Regions from separate parts of the Mus musculus genome. Here region 2 is linked to region 1. A link is a contact called in public promoter capture Hi-C data. All regions are on one chromosome and are shown on one strand. The core of a region is the stretch at or near the end of the contact, and the rest is flanking DNA. Distances in the headings are between cores, read along the strand shown.

Evidence for each region. Capture Hi-C pulls out chosen DNA fragments and counts their contacts.
Region 2: a promoter capture Hi-C map of liver shows a contact between it and region 1. A contact is called at or near these places in 1 of 39 promoter capture datasets (macrophages), 3 of 484 Hi-C or Micro-C datasets (forebrain, nephron progenitors and uterus), 5 of 130 datasets of targeted methods (the 230-238 cell line, bone marrow-derived macrophages, embryonic stem cells and 1 more) and 3 of 9 other capture datasets (adipose tissue, liver and pancreatic islet).

What each region holds. Positions count from the first base shown.
Region 1 is chr19:29,921,520-29,928,229 of GRCm38.p6, reverse strand. It overlaps Il33 (interleukin 33), which reads right to left and starts at 3,117. Exons shown (of 8, transcript NM_133775.3): 1 at 3,069-3,117. Gm41832 (a long non-coding RNA gene) reads left to right here and starts at 1,186. Exons shown (of 5, transcript XR_877808.2): 1 at 1,186-2,254.
Region 2 is chr19:30,026,131-30,032,840 of GRCm38.p6, reverse strand. Uhrf2 (ubiquitin-like, containing PHD and RING finger domains 2) reads right to left here and starts at 2,328. Exons shown (of 16, transcript NM_144873.2): 1 at 1,910-2,328. The coding sequence starts at 2,062.

The DNA of each region.
Region 1 (6,710 bases), core at 1,868-4,367:
ATTCTTCTGATGAATTCTTTTTTTATTATTATTGCATTCTCAGATGGACTCAAACTGCTAAGGAATTTTTTTTTTAAAAAAAGAAATTCATTTGATTTATGAGGTGTTCAAAGTGGAAGGGAGTTAGACATAACCAGTCAAGCACCTAGCCAAGTTTGTGGGTGGGTCCTTCTTGTTCATAGCAACAGCAATCATGAGAGAAACAGAGAAGAGGCAGTAGCTGGTGGGAATCTCTCACTGAGGTAACAGTGGGTTCAGCCCTGGCCAAAGAAGTGGAGGAGTATAGTGTCTTCTCACTAATATTTTGCATTTGAAAATGACGGGAAGTTTGAATCAAAAGTGTTTCTTCTCAGAGAGGCATAAAGACATTAATGCCATTGGGATAGAAGTTTGCTTGCTTCTTTGTCTTCTGTTGTTTCTTAACGAAACTGAGCCTTGGATTTTAATCCCTGACCCGAAATGTATCAACTTTACCACTTATTATGATAGGAACAACCTTTCTGAATCTCATTTTCTTGGTCTCACAAACGGAGACGGTAACATTTGTGTCACGGGGGTGGCAAGAACAGGGTCACTGGAGAGGGACATGTCATGTTCAGTAGCCAGTCAGAGATGGAATTTGACCGTAACCTCCGACAGTCACTTCCGACTTGTGGAGTCAGTCACAGACCTTCTCTTGAATAGGGTTTTAATGATTGTTTATTTGATAGTTTTGTGTCACATTTCATATAAGAGGGGGCAAAAATCAGGCTCAGGAATGCTGGGTATGATACAGATTTGCATAGCTGATAAATAATAGCTAGATAATGGATTTGAAGCTGCCACTAAAACCTGTGTTGTTTTTTTGTTTGTTTGTTTGTTTGGTTTGGTTTTTTTTTTTTTTTTTGTCTATTGCACTAAATCATGTGTTTCCTCTAAATGAAAAGAAAAACAACCCATCAGGGGTATAATCTACTGGTGGCAAAAGTAGTATTGTCAGGAGTCGGCAGCAAGGGAAATGTTCTCCAAACTCCCCATGCCCTTTGGTCTCCTCTCATCCAGAGGTCTGCCTGCCCTGTAAGGACTGTTCCCTTAGACGCGCCTGTTGCAGCCTGGAGAGACAGTTCAGTGGAAGCATGCTTATCTAGTATGTCCAAAGCCTTGGGTTTGAGTCACAGCACCATAAAACAACAACAACAACAACAACAACAACAAAGTTCTTTTGCACCCAGACATCGACACCTGAGAAACGGCAAGGAAACGCTGAGATAAGAGATCCTACCACGACCCTGAAGCCTTTGACCCAACCATCATTTTTCATTGCTCCACAGAATTACAGTTCTACCATTTGAGGAGTTCGTATTTGACCTTGCAGTATCTAACTGTCCCTTCTGCAAATTGAGGCTCAAAGGGGGAAGTCTGTCCCCTAACCTTGTACGTACAATGTTTGCAAACGTGTCAACTGTTACAATGCATTGATTTTTGCCAAAGTCAGACTCATGTAAAACACAAGACAGAAAACACATGATCAGACTCCCTTAGCATAAACGTTCCCGAGCACATATTTATTCCCTCCCAGCACTGTGTTTCTGTGGTGTCTCCTTCCAGTGATTTAATTTATGGATAGAGCATTAACAATACTCCCATTCCCAGAAGCTGCTCACGAAGTTCTTTTCCTGTGTCCCTTGGCAGACCCCGTGGTAGCAGTCCTAATCTGTCACCTTTTTATCTACTCCCAACCCTCTCTCGACCCATACATGAAAGTTAAAGCTCACCATGGAATTATTTTCTGTGTAAATGTGAAGTACACACTGTAAACAGTGATCCAAAGAAATAGCATCTAGGTGCCAGAGGAAGTCAGAAGTTACTGCTGCTCACAGTTGCATGGGAGATCCCAGAACCTCTCAGAGAAGAACGGAGAAAACGTGAAACTTGAGCCAGGCGGGCGGGCAACAGTGCAAGCTACGCAGGCATGCTTAACTGTTTAAGGATACTCTTCCTGTGTGACAAGGCTCAGGGGCCCCTAACTCTGAGAAACCAGAGGATGCTGAGATGTTTGGAACACAGAGCTGTGTGTCATCCGGGAGGAAATCAGAAGAGGAGCAACAAGGATTTGAAAGACAAAAGTGAAAAACAGTTTTCCGGGATGCTGGACCCAGTGGTGGACCACAGTAGCAAGCAAGGATGACTTGAGGAAGCAGACACAGGTGGAAAGCAGACTGGGAAGACAGACAGCCAGATGCAGTCTCTGGCTCCTGCGTGACCACAGTATAAGGTATTTCATGCTGTGTTCTTTACTAAAATATCTGAAGCACATGCATGCAGTTAGAGTAGTGGGTCTCAATCAGTGGATGGAGACCCCATTGGGAGTCACAGGGATTTATATCAGATATCCTGCATATCAGATATCCTGCATATCAGATATCCTGCATATCAGATATCCTGCATTTCAGATGTTTACATTACCACTCATAACAGTAGCAAAACTTTCGGTTATGAAGTAGCAATGAAATAATTTTCTGGTCTAGGGTCACCAGCGCATGAAGATCTATTGAAGAGTCACAGCATTAGGAAGGTTGAGAACCACTGACATACAGAGGAGAGGAAAATATGAGGAAGAAAAATTGCCAGGAGCATAAAGGACCAGCAGCCTTCAGAACAAAGTTTCTCAAGTGAATAGAATCACAATTGAGTTTTAAAATTTTTTTTATCCATTTAGACAGTTGATTCCTTATTTTTTCCAGAAATGCTCTGTACTCAGTTCTTCTGTGTCCCTTTTTTTACTGACAGCCACTTGCAGAGAGTTGCTGAGCATTAACGGAGGAAGTCAGATTACCATCTTGCTTTGTAAAGTTTCACGGCGGTGTAGATTTAAAGGCTAACACTGTCTACATCATGCAATTTATTAATAATTTTAAACATCACCCAGATGAAAGCAAATGTCATCATGAGTTAGTAGCAATGACAACAAACCAGCCTAGTGATTTATTTCTCAGAAATAAGAAGGGAGGGGTGCTCCACAGGTCCTAAGATTTTTTTTCTTTGCAAAACCCACTAGACATTTCCCTCGGTTTTGGTCTCAGTCTTACCTCGATGATTCTGCCGTGATTTCTCCCTTCTGCAGCTGCAGTTCCTCTTCCTCGCAGAGCGCCTTGGGCTTTTTATTCCCCAGAACTTGGCAGAGAACCAAACAGTCTAGGAAGAGAGCTGTGGGAGGCAGGATCGGGGCCAACTTTTCTCACTTCTTTGCAATAAGCTAATAGCATTCCTGCCAATGTTACTGTTATCGTTCTGTAAACATCTAAGACTGATTTATGCCTCCCCTCTACCTTTCCTTTATATCTTGATTTTTTATGTGTGTTGGGGGTGAGTGGTAGTGAAGGATGAGGTCTTGCTATGTAGCCTAGGCTGGCCTCTTAATTCATGATCTTCTTGCCTTAGCCTCCAGGGCTGGGGCTGCCGTCTGTTGACACCTGACAGGGCTGGTCAGCGCACCTGTTCTCCTCCTCTGTCTTGGTTGTAAATTTTAACTTCCAAATGATGGATTTTGTGGCCCCTTTCCTCCCAGACTCATAGCAGAATTAGCTCACATACAGCCCTCCCCCATCGTCATGTCCCAGCTCCTCTGCCCCTCACCTTCACAGTTGGGCTCATGGTAAGTTAAACTCCCAAGCCTGACCTTCAGCATTCCTTTATGGACAGTCTTCTGGTTTTTTATTTCACTTTCACCCCTGGCTTATTTTGCAACCTTCATGAAGATGTCACTTTTTTTTTCTTTCAATTTCTTTTATAATAAAATCGTTCCCTGTGGCACATCAGAAATAGGGAGCTTATCTACAGATAGAAACTCTCAGAGCTCCATGTACCTCAACATAGCTGACCTGCCTCCCTACTCTGACCACAGAACAATTAACCTACTAAATGATTGATGATGATAAAGGAAAGGAAACACTAGTGGTTTGAAGAGTCCACATGAGGAAATAAGAAACAAAAATCCTTTAGGAGAACTAGACTAAGGTACTTCATATGATGTAAAGTCACCACCAGGACAATAAAAATCTGTAGTTCCCACATAGACCAAACAAGGTAGCTTGAAGAAAAAAAAATAATAAAGACATGCTTCTAGGGATAAGTAGCATTTGCCTTCTTGCATAGAAACTTCATTGCAACAAGACTGATGTGGAGTTGAAACAGAGCCAACTTCCTTGCCCTTTCCAAAGGACCAATGCTCCTTCCCCTTAGCCACTAAGCAGCATCAGAAACAGATCCCTAGAGACAGGCAGCCAGAGCCAGACTGGATGGACTCGGGGGAATGTGCACTGTACGGTGGCAAGTGGAGGGCGGCATGTCTTAAGAGAGGAACAGGAATACCTGTCGAGATGTGATTGGGTTGAGAGAACAGAGCGGGGAGAAGCTAAGAGACAGATTGAGGCCATTCACAGAGTGACTACCCTCCCCACGTGGTAGGAAGAGTAAGTTACATGTCCCATAACTCAATTTTAAAATGAAAATGTCAGTGCGCTTGCGACAATCCTTTTTTTTTTCAGTAGTATGGATTATTTTTTTATTAGATATTTTCTTTATTTACATTTTAAATGTTATCCTCTTTCCTAGTTTCCCTTCTGAAAATCCCCTATCCCCTTTCCCTGCTCCCCAATCCACCCACTCCCATTCCTGGCCCTGGCATTCCCCTATACTGGGGCATAGAACCTTCACAGGACCAAGGGCCTCTCCTCCCATTGATGACCGACTAGGCCATTCTCTGCTACATATGCAGCTAGAGTCACAAATCCCTTCGTGTGTTTTCTTTGGTTGGTGGTTTAGTCCCAAGGAGCTCTGGGGGTACTGGTTAGTTCATATTGATGTTCCTCCTATGGGGCTGCAAACCCCTTCAGCTCCTTGGGTCCTTTCTCTAGCTCCTTCATTGGGGACCCTGTGCTCCATCTGATGGATGACTGTGGCTTGCTTCAATACTTAAGCAAACGGTTAGTGAAATCTTCTCCAGTTTGCCCACCAATGAACAGTGGAAATGATATAGAGAGAATAGAAGTGGCTCCTGGGCGGGGTTCTCTCAGTAACCGTTATTCACCAGGCAGGCTTCAGCCTACTGAATCATGCGCTAGTGAGTAGAAAAAAACCCCTGACCGTCAGACAGTTACCCATCTGGGGACGTCATCATTCCCAACCTCTTTGCTCATTCACTCTGTGCTGTGACAAAGAACATAACTAGGAAAGGAAGTGTGGTCTGCCAAGTGAATGGGGTCAAGGCCACTGATGAGCCCAGCATTTGCCTTGTGGGAGTCACGGACATGGCTCACTGTCCCTCTCTTAGTTCTCCATGTTAGTGCCCACAAAGATAATCCATAAGCCACAATGATTCTGAAATGGGAGCTATTAGTGGCAGCAGGAGACTAGTGTGGTGCTGCTGTCTATAGCCTGCGGAGGTTCCCACTTAGGGGACCCCACCCCAACAGCGGTTGGGATCTTGATTTACACTGTAGGAAATAAGTTCAGGTTGAATCACTATATAGCAGAGTTGGGGTTAATAAGGACATAAGCAGAGATATTTGGAAAGACAGATGAGACTTAACAATACCCATGGATATGATTTTATATCTTTTAAAGTTAAATTGCTTAAAGGAGATCTTCTCAACCTTCTTATTGCTGCTACCCTTAAATGACAGTTGCTTGTGTCATGGTTGACTCCCCAACCATAAAATCATCTTTGTTGCTACTTCATAAATGCAATTTTGCTACTGTTGTGAATCATAACGTAAATATCTGTGCTTTCCAGTGGTCCTAGGTGACCCCTGTGCAAGGGTTGTTCAACCCCTATGGGGTGGAGACCCACAGGTTGAGAACCACAGGCTTGAAGAGTTTATTTTCCATCCAGGTTTAGAGATGAAGCAAAGGTTAAAACTTAAACAAAAACCTAATGTTATAAAATTAACTTTAAACTGTGGGAGGCCAGTTGACTTAATTTCTCTTTGCATATGGAATTTCCTTTTGTAAATGAAATTCTGAAATGGTTTATTAAGTGTACCATTCAGGTCTATAGGCATCGATATATTCAACTCAAAGGTCATATGCACTTTGGCTCTGAGTGAACATGGTTTGCTGCGATTTAGTACTCTTTTCTGAGTTGAATCTCTCAGAAAAAAAATGAGCATTTCTCTGTAAGCAGTCTTCATAACATGTTTTTAGTTGTGTTTGAATACTTTATTTTCACCACTGAGAAATACAAACCAGATCAAACAAATCAGTCACTTCTTCACTTTTCCCATCTTTCTGTCCTGATTTGGGAAATATTTGAGGCCACATCCCTATCTCTATTCATTAGAACCCAGACAGCGCTGCCCAGAGAAGAGATTCCATGCATCTGACAAGTTTAGCTTGGCTTAGCAGGTCTCAGACCTTTCCCAGAACCGCAAACATTTTCTAAGACTTTTTTTTTTTTTTTTTTTTTTTTTTTTTGTTTGAGATAGTGTCTGTCCTGGAACTCACAGAGGTCATCCCTGCTGGGATTGAAAAGGTATCCCACCATATCAGACCCTAAGATAAAACCAAAACTACCATGTGTGCCAACCTCCAGATGTTAGACAAACACCATTGCTTCAAGTCCTTTCGTTTTGGGAGGCTTCCAGACCCTAGAGTTTCGCAGAAGAAACACCAACCTTCCAATCCATCAAGATGTCCCACTGTGCCCCACACCTAAGGAATGTTCTGGGAAA
Region 2 (6,710 bases), core at 1,079-3,578, 110 kb before region 1:
GCAACCAGACATGCATATGGTACAAAGACATCATGTGGGCAAAGCAACCATACACACTGAAAGAAAAAAACGTAGACTTCCTTGCACTGCTTTTCAAACCTCACCCTGTTTTATAACATTATGACAATAAAGCATATGAAAAAGAACACCTCTTTTCTATTAAACATAAACTCACTTTACAGGAAACGGCTAGCCCTCTCTCTGGTACCAACTTAACTATCTGCCTGCTAAAGACTTGCTTTGCTATCTCCATCATCTGGAGAACATCAAGACAAAAGGAGATAGGAACTACGCCCTGGCTAGTTATCATTCACAAGAAAGTCAACGGTTTTCCTTTTCTGGTGTTCAAGTCAAAGGCTGGCACTGGAATTCTCTTTTTTATCCTTAATGGTTATTGGGCTGTGGAGAGAGAAGTAGTGAATCACTAACAATGGGGGGAGGGGTTGGCCACTAGGGTTTCTCTACCCCCAACCAGGAACCATTTTCTGATTATTAGTGTAAGTCTATTTCATAAGTCATCTTTCATTTCTATTTCTTGTATTGGAGTCGCCCAACTATTCTAGGAGTCAATGTACAATATTATTACTATTTGTATAGCTTTCACTGATAGCCAAAAGGAAAAGATAATAGCCACTTGAGGCACAGCAATACAATGCTACAAAGTATTTAATAGGTATGACTGTTTAAAAACCAACTTTCCAGACAAGTAAACTCTTTACTGGTCAAACACTCAAGAAACAATATAGTGGATACAACAAGAGCAGAAAGTGCTACAGGTTTTCTGTCAGAGGCCTTCCAAACACTTTACCAAAACCCTGGCTTTTTCTTGCCGGTTGTATAATCTGTTACTTAGAAAATTTTGACCAGTCTGAGAAGTTGTAAATCTGTAAAGGGAACAAAAATATTCCTTCTAAACCCTTTGTGGCTTATAGGCTACTTCCATCGAATCAGAGAGAACTGCACTTAATTCAAAACTCAGGACTGGAGCCAAACTGTGGTCAACTGACTGCAGGATGCCAACTTTTTTAGTGGACTAAAGACAAAGGCAAGAAAAACAATGTGGGTCTGGGTGTCTAATCATAAGACTCTGAGACTTACTGGATAGGAAACGTCTTAGCCTCATCAGGCAGAGCCTTACTTAAAATTAACGGAGATGCCCACAAGCACCCTTGTGGCCCAACACAACTTTCTGGCTTTTTTTGAATTACTGCTGATTATGCTGAAAGGTTTGAGTTGAAAGCCCGAACTTAGGGGACACACAAAGATGAGAGGTAAAGTTTATGGGGAAATAATCTGTCCGTATATTCAACAGACTTAAACCCGACTTCAGGTTACAAACATCGTTCCTTAAATTAGAGGTCTCTGATCTTTTACAGAACAAATCCCCAGTCTGAGACTGACGACAAGGAAGGAGGGGCACGCATTCTACCACCGTTCCGATGTTCAGTGTTCAAATCCTTCTAGTGAGGAAACAGGGATAAGGTGCTTCCCTTTCCACGTCGCATCTAGGAGCCGGGGGCACGGAAAAGAAGCAAGTCCTTAGAGGAGTCGGAGACGGCGCTGCGAATAAAGCCAGCTCGTCCCTCCCGCGCCCCGGCATGGCTGCCGGAGCCTGTTGCCTTTCCAGGCTCCGATCCCCCCCCCCCCCAAAGGCGGGAAGAGGATCCCCCAGGACCCTCGGAGGCTATGTCCGTGGCCGCTGCCAGCGACAACACCGCGTCCCGCACCTTCCGACCCGCTAGGCGCGCTTGGGGGGAGGGGGGGGGCAGCCGCAGGCCCGAGCTCCAGGCCCCGCATCCCGCGCCCCGCCAGCGGCCCATCCCGAGCACAGCGGGGCGCAGCCCTGGACACCCAGCCTCGTCCCGGGGCGCCGGCTGCTCGCGCCCGGGCTCCCCGCGGGGCGCCTCACCTGCTTGCCCCGGTAGAACAGGCGCTGGCACTCGGGCCTTACATCGAAGAGCGCCCAGACCCGCTCGCGCAGCTCCTCGATGGTGGCTTTGCGAGAAACGTCCTCGATGGTGCGCGTCTGGGAGCCGTCGATGGTGCGGACCTGGATCCACATCGCGGCGGCACGGGGACAGGGGACCAAGCCCCTTTGTCTGGCCCTGCGCTCGGGCCGCCGCGCCGCGCCCCGCCCGGTCCCCGCCGCCTCCCCGGGAGGATCCGGTTCTCTGCGGCGGCGACTCGGCGAACGCGGGTGCGGGCGAGGACTGACGCTCTTAGACCGCGCGACCGCCCGCCCGCCCCTCCTCGGTGGAAGGAAACCGGAACCCGCCCGAGGTGCGAGCGCAGCCCGCGCCTCACAAATAGGAAGGAGCCATGGCTCGGCGGCGCGCACTGTTTACTTATAGAGATGCAGCTCCCACATGGAGGTCACGGCGCCAACCCGGATCTCGCGAGATCCACGCGGGGCTCCGCCCCACGCACAGCCTGGGGGGCGCTAATATGGGAGGGGGCGGGGCCTCCAGAGCCGTTACTCGGAGGAGGGCGGGGTTGGGCAGGCTCGCCGAGGCCAGCTCGCCCTGTGCCCTCGTTGTCGTTGGTCACCTCGCAGTCTCCTGAGGCCTAGACTCCATGGTCTCAAAAACGCACGAACAATAGCTAGCCGTGCTGCGCGCTGGCGTGAGCAAGAAATGGGGATGCAGCCTACGTTCCCGAGACTTCACACCAGGGTGTGCGCCCGCCACGCGGCCTCTCCCGGGGCGCGTCGGCTTGATGGACGTGCTTCCCGCCGAGGAAACCCGCTTCCGGGAGGCCCCAGGGCAGAGGCCTCGCACCCACGTTTCCCGACCGGAGAGCCGGAGCGGGAGCTGGACCTGACCGAGTGGGCCTTCTGCGCTAAGGGCGCCTTTAGCCGCAGGGATCCTGGCTTTGCAGGACTGTACACCTCCGATCCAAAAATCCGGAGATCCCAGGGCGGGATACGGCCCCCACACTCAGGGGACCCATCCAAAAATGGAAGACTTAAGAGAGAAAGCAAAGCAAACGCATTATCTTACATTCACCGGTATCCGTAATGTCAGTACTAATCATTCCCATGAGGATAAGAGGCACAACTTTGTAACAACCAAATTGATTAGTCAAGATGGCCTAAATGGAAATACAGGAAGAGTGAAATGTGCGTCAGCTCGAGATATGAATATATATATATATACCTAGAGCCTCTAAGTTACCTCGACAGCTTCCTAGTTAACTAAAACATTTAGTTGATAAGGCAACAGATACATCTGAGAACATCTAATCTGACCCATGAAGGGATCAACTATTTGTTGTTACAAGGATATGCTAGGGTCTCGGGCTGTTATTCGTGGTGCACTGCCAACGGTGTGCTGCAGTCTGAAGCCTTGAGTCTTGGGCTCACGGGTTGGGACGCGCGAGAATTGCAGTCTTTCTGTTTAACTGTGATCTTGAACAAACTGCTTCAATTTCCTCCAGGTAAAATAGTGCTCATAAACACCGAGGGAATGTTAGCTTCCTTGCCACTCCCTTAGTAGCACACAAGAAGGTATTTTAGAGCTTTTGTTATTAAGAGAATTTAGATAAACTGGGAATATTCAAAGAAGATAGGGTGCTTAAGCAAAGACTGGGAGTGCATTTTCACACATCAGAAGACACTACACTTCTGAGAGAGGTTGACTAAATAATGAAGGGCAAGTGTGAACATTAGCATTCAAAGACTTTTGTAGGCCTCCCGGGGAAACCTGGGCTTTTTGAAATGTGCATTGATGTGTTTAAGTATTTAGAATGACAATAGAACAGAGTGCGGAAGGAGGCCTTAGGGAAAAAAGCAAGCTGTGGGAAGGTGAGAGAGGCTGAAATTTAGCCAAGAGCCAACTGTTGTCCATTTTGGAAAAATTAGAGATAGTGAGAAGAATAAATTGTTGAGTGTTCTAGGAAACCCAGCTCCTGAAAGTTGTAGAATTTGTGAATGTGAAAAGGGAAGAAAATGGAATGAGTTCCATTTGAGTTGTGTGGCATTTGAAATATATCTCAAATGTGCCTACAGTGGAGATGCCTGGTAGTTGAAAAGAACTGTCTAAGAGAGTGAAGGGAAGAAGGAGTTTCTGAGAGGAGGAAAGTCTTTTGGCTTGATAGAGATGCCTACATTTTGGCGAATAGAGAAATAGGTGGGGGGGGCTGGTGAGATGGCTCAGTGGATAAGAGCACCCGACTGCTCTTCCGAAGGTCCGAAGTTCAAATCCCAGCAACCACATGGTGGCTCACAACCACCCGTAATGAGATCTGATGCCCTCTTCTGGTGTGTCTGAAGACAGCTACAATGTACTTACATATAATAAATAAATAAATCTTAAAAAAAAAAGAGAGAGAGAGAAATAGGTGGTACGGATAGGGAAGAGAATAAGGGGATATTGGGTGGGAAGTTATAACCTGAAGAGTTGACCATGTCAGCTGGGGGGGGGGGGGCGGGCGGGGTTTGAACATTTACCGTTTGCTCATATGTTACATTTTTATATGCTTACAATTCCACAGTTAGAGATCCTCTTAAGAAAAAGTAGGGGTTTATCTTCTGCCTATTGCTGGTATAAATGAAAGTATCAATCACTTCCCTGTTCTTAGGGCTGATCTGCACAGAGATGCCACAAAGGATGTTTCTGCTGCTCTCTTAGAGATTAATCAGGAAGAAAGCCCAGTGTAAGACTTTGGTCTGGTTAAAGGCTTTTGTTGTTATTGTTCTTTGGTCTTCATTCTTTCTTGCTTATTTGAAAATCTCATGTAACCCTGACTGTTCTCAAATCCATTGCATCATGCTAGGATTGTATCCAATTTCATATCCTCCCATTATGTGAGAACAATAAACTTTTTTTTTAAGACACCACTCACATGTCTACCTCTCTGTCATAGGTTAGTTGTGTTCAAAACAGCAAGGTTCCCAGGTCTTGCTCTCTTCTAACATGGATAGCAGCCATATTGGATTAGGACCCATCCTAACAACTTTATGTAACCTTGTCTCATTAAAGCCTCTATCTCCATACATTGTCATACGAGGAGCTAGATTTCAAAACATTAATTTTAATATGCCGTGGGACATAAATTGTGGGACGTAAAATCATGCCAGGAAGTTTGGTAAAGTAGAGCAGGCTGAAACCTGGAGACTCGGGTTGGGGGTGGGAGGGGGCGACACACCTGAGATTTAGGCGACTTCCTGCTCCCTGTCAGACTCCTGGGCTGGAGCATGTGCCATGCTTCTCACATAAAAGAAATGAGTCCTAAGGTCGCATAGGCTCCAAACAGAGTTCTCCATGCTAATGAGGTACCTAGAGGCCCTGAGGGCTTAGCCAATAAGCTTCCCTTCCTGGATATTCCTCTCTGCAAAAGGTATTTAATCTCAGGCCTACCCTGAAAAGTGGTAAATGCATTATGGTACATTATGCATCCATTTTCCACCATGAACAAGCAATAAAGTGTTTGGAACCATGACCGTCTCTTGTCAAATCTGCCATGAGGAACCTGGGGAAGGCCTTTGTCTACAGAGCTGCAGCTTTATTCTCGCCATAGAAGGTTTCTTTGCGCTCCTAGCCACTATCTCCACCAAGACTGCCACTGCTAAACGAAGTACAATCACCCACGGGGACAAGCCAGGGCTCCCCTCCCCACTTCCCTTATCTCCCCCTCACTAGACACTGCCCCCCCATCCCCAGCCAGTGAGTCCCCAACTCCATTTTCTGATCTTCTGCGATTTCCAGCAGCTCCTGGATGTCCAAGAGTCTGAGAACCCCATGGCCCTGGCCTCATCACAGACCCAGGGACGCCTGAGCCAGCTCCAGCTTCCCCACAAGACTGTGCTTTCCCACCCCCAGAGCAGTGACTTAGTGATTCCAAACAGCCCAGCACCCACCCCGACAGCATTGTGGGGCAAGCAGAGTCAAACTCCCAGCATTCTGCCTCCCCAGGAGGCTGTGCCTGTGGCAGAGCAGATGTGGACCGACAATATACTAATATGTAAAAATAGAGGAGAGGACACAAATGAGTCCACATCCGATTTCTAAGACCATTCTGTTCGATGTTACTCTATTTACATTTATTTATTTTGTATGTGTGTTATAGCATACACGTGGAATTAAGAGAACACTCCTTCCTCACCAGCTGGAGTTGGCTCTTTCTTTCTAACATGTGAGCCTGGACTCAGTCATCAAGCTTGGTGTCAAACAACCTCATACACTGAGCAACCTCTGACAAGGGCATGCTGTCTGCCACACCACACTTACTCTCTCTGAATTTCTTTTCTTTCTTTTCTCTCTCTCTCTCTTTTCTTCCTTCCTTCCTTCCTTTCTTTCTTTCTTTCTTTCTTTCTTTCTTTCTTTCTTTCTTTCTTTCTTTCTTTCCTTTTTGACAATTAAATTTCATTTGGCATATTTGCTAGCACTGCATAATATGGGCATCAATTTCAACCAATGTTATTCCCTCAGGGGTGCTGGGTGGACTCCAGGCCCTTCTGGTAGGACGGTGCTCTGCCATCAAGCCACATCCAAGCCCCTGGACCATATTCCCTTTCTCACCCATCATTTTTCTCCCATGAGCAATCACAATAATTGCAACCCTCAAGGAGCATATTTTGGATGCAACACCCTCCTTTTAAAAGATCTGTCTTAATCTGTGGACTAGTTGTGTGTGTGTGTGTGTGTGTGTGTGTGTGTGTGTGTGTGTGTGTGTGTGTATGTGTCTGGAGAGACAGCTTAGTGGGTAAACAG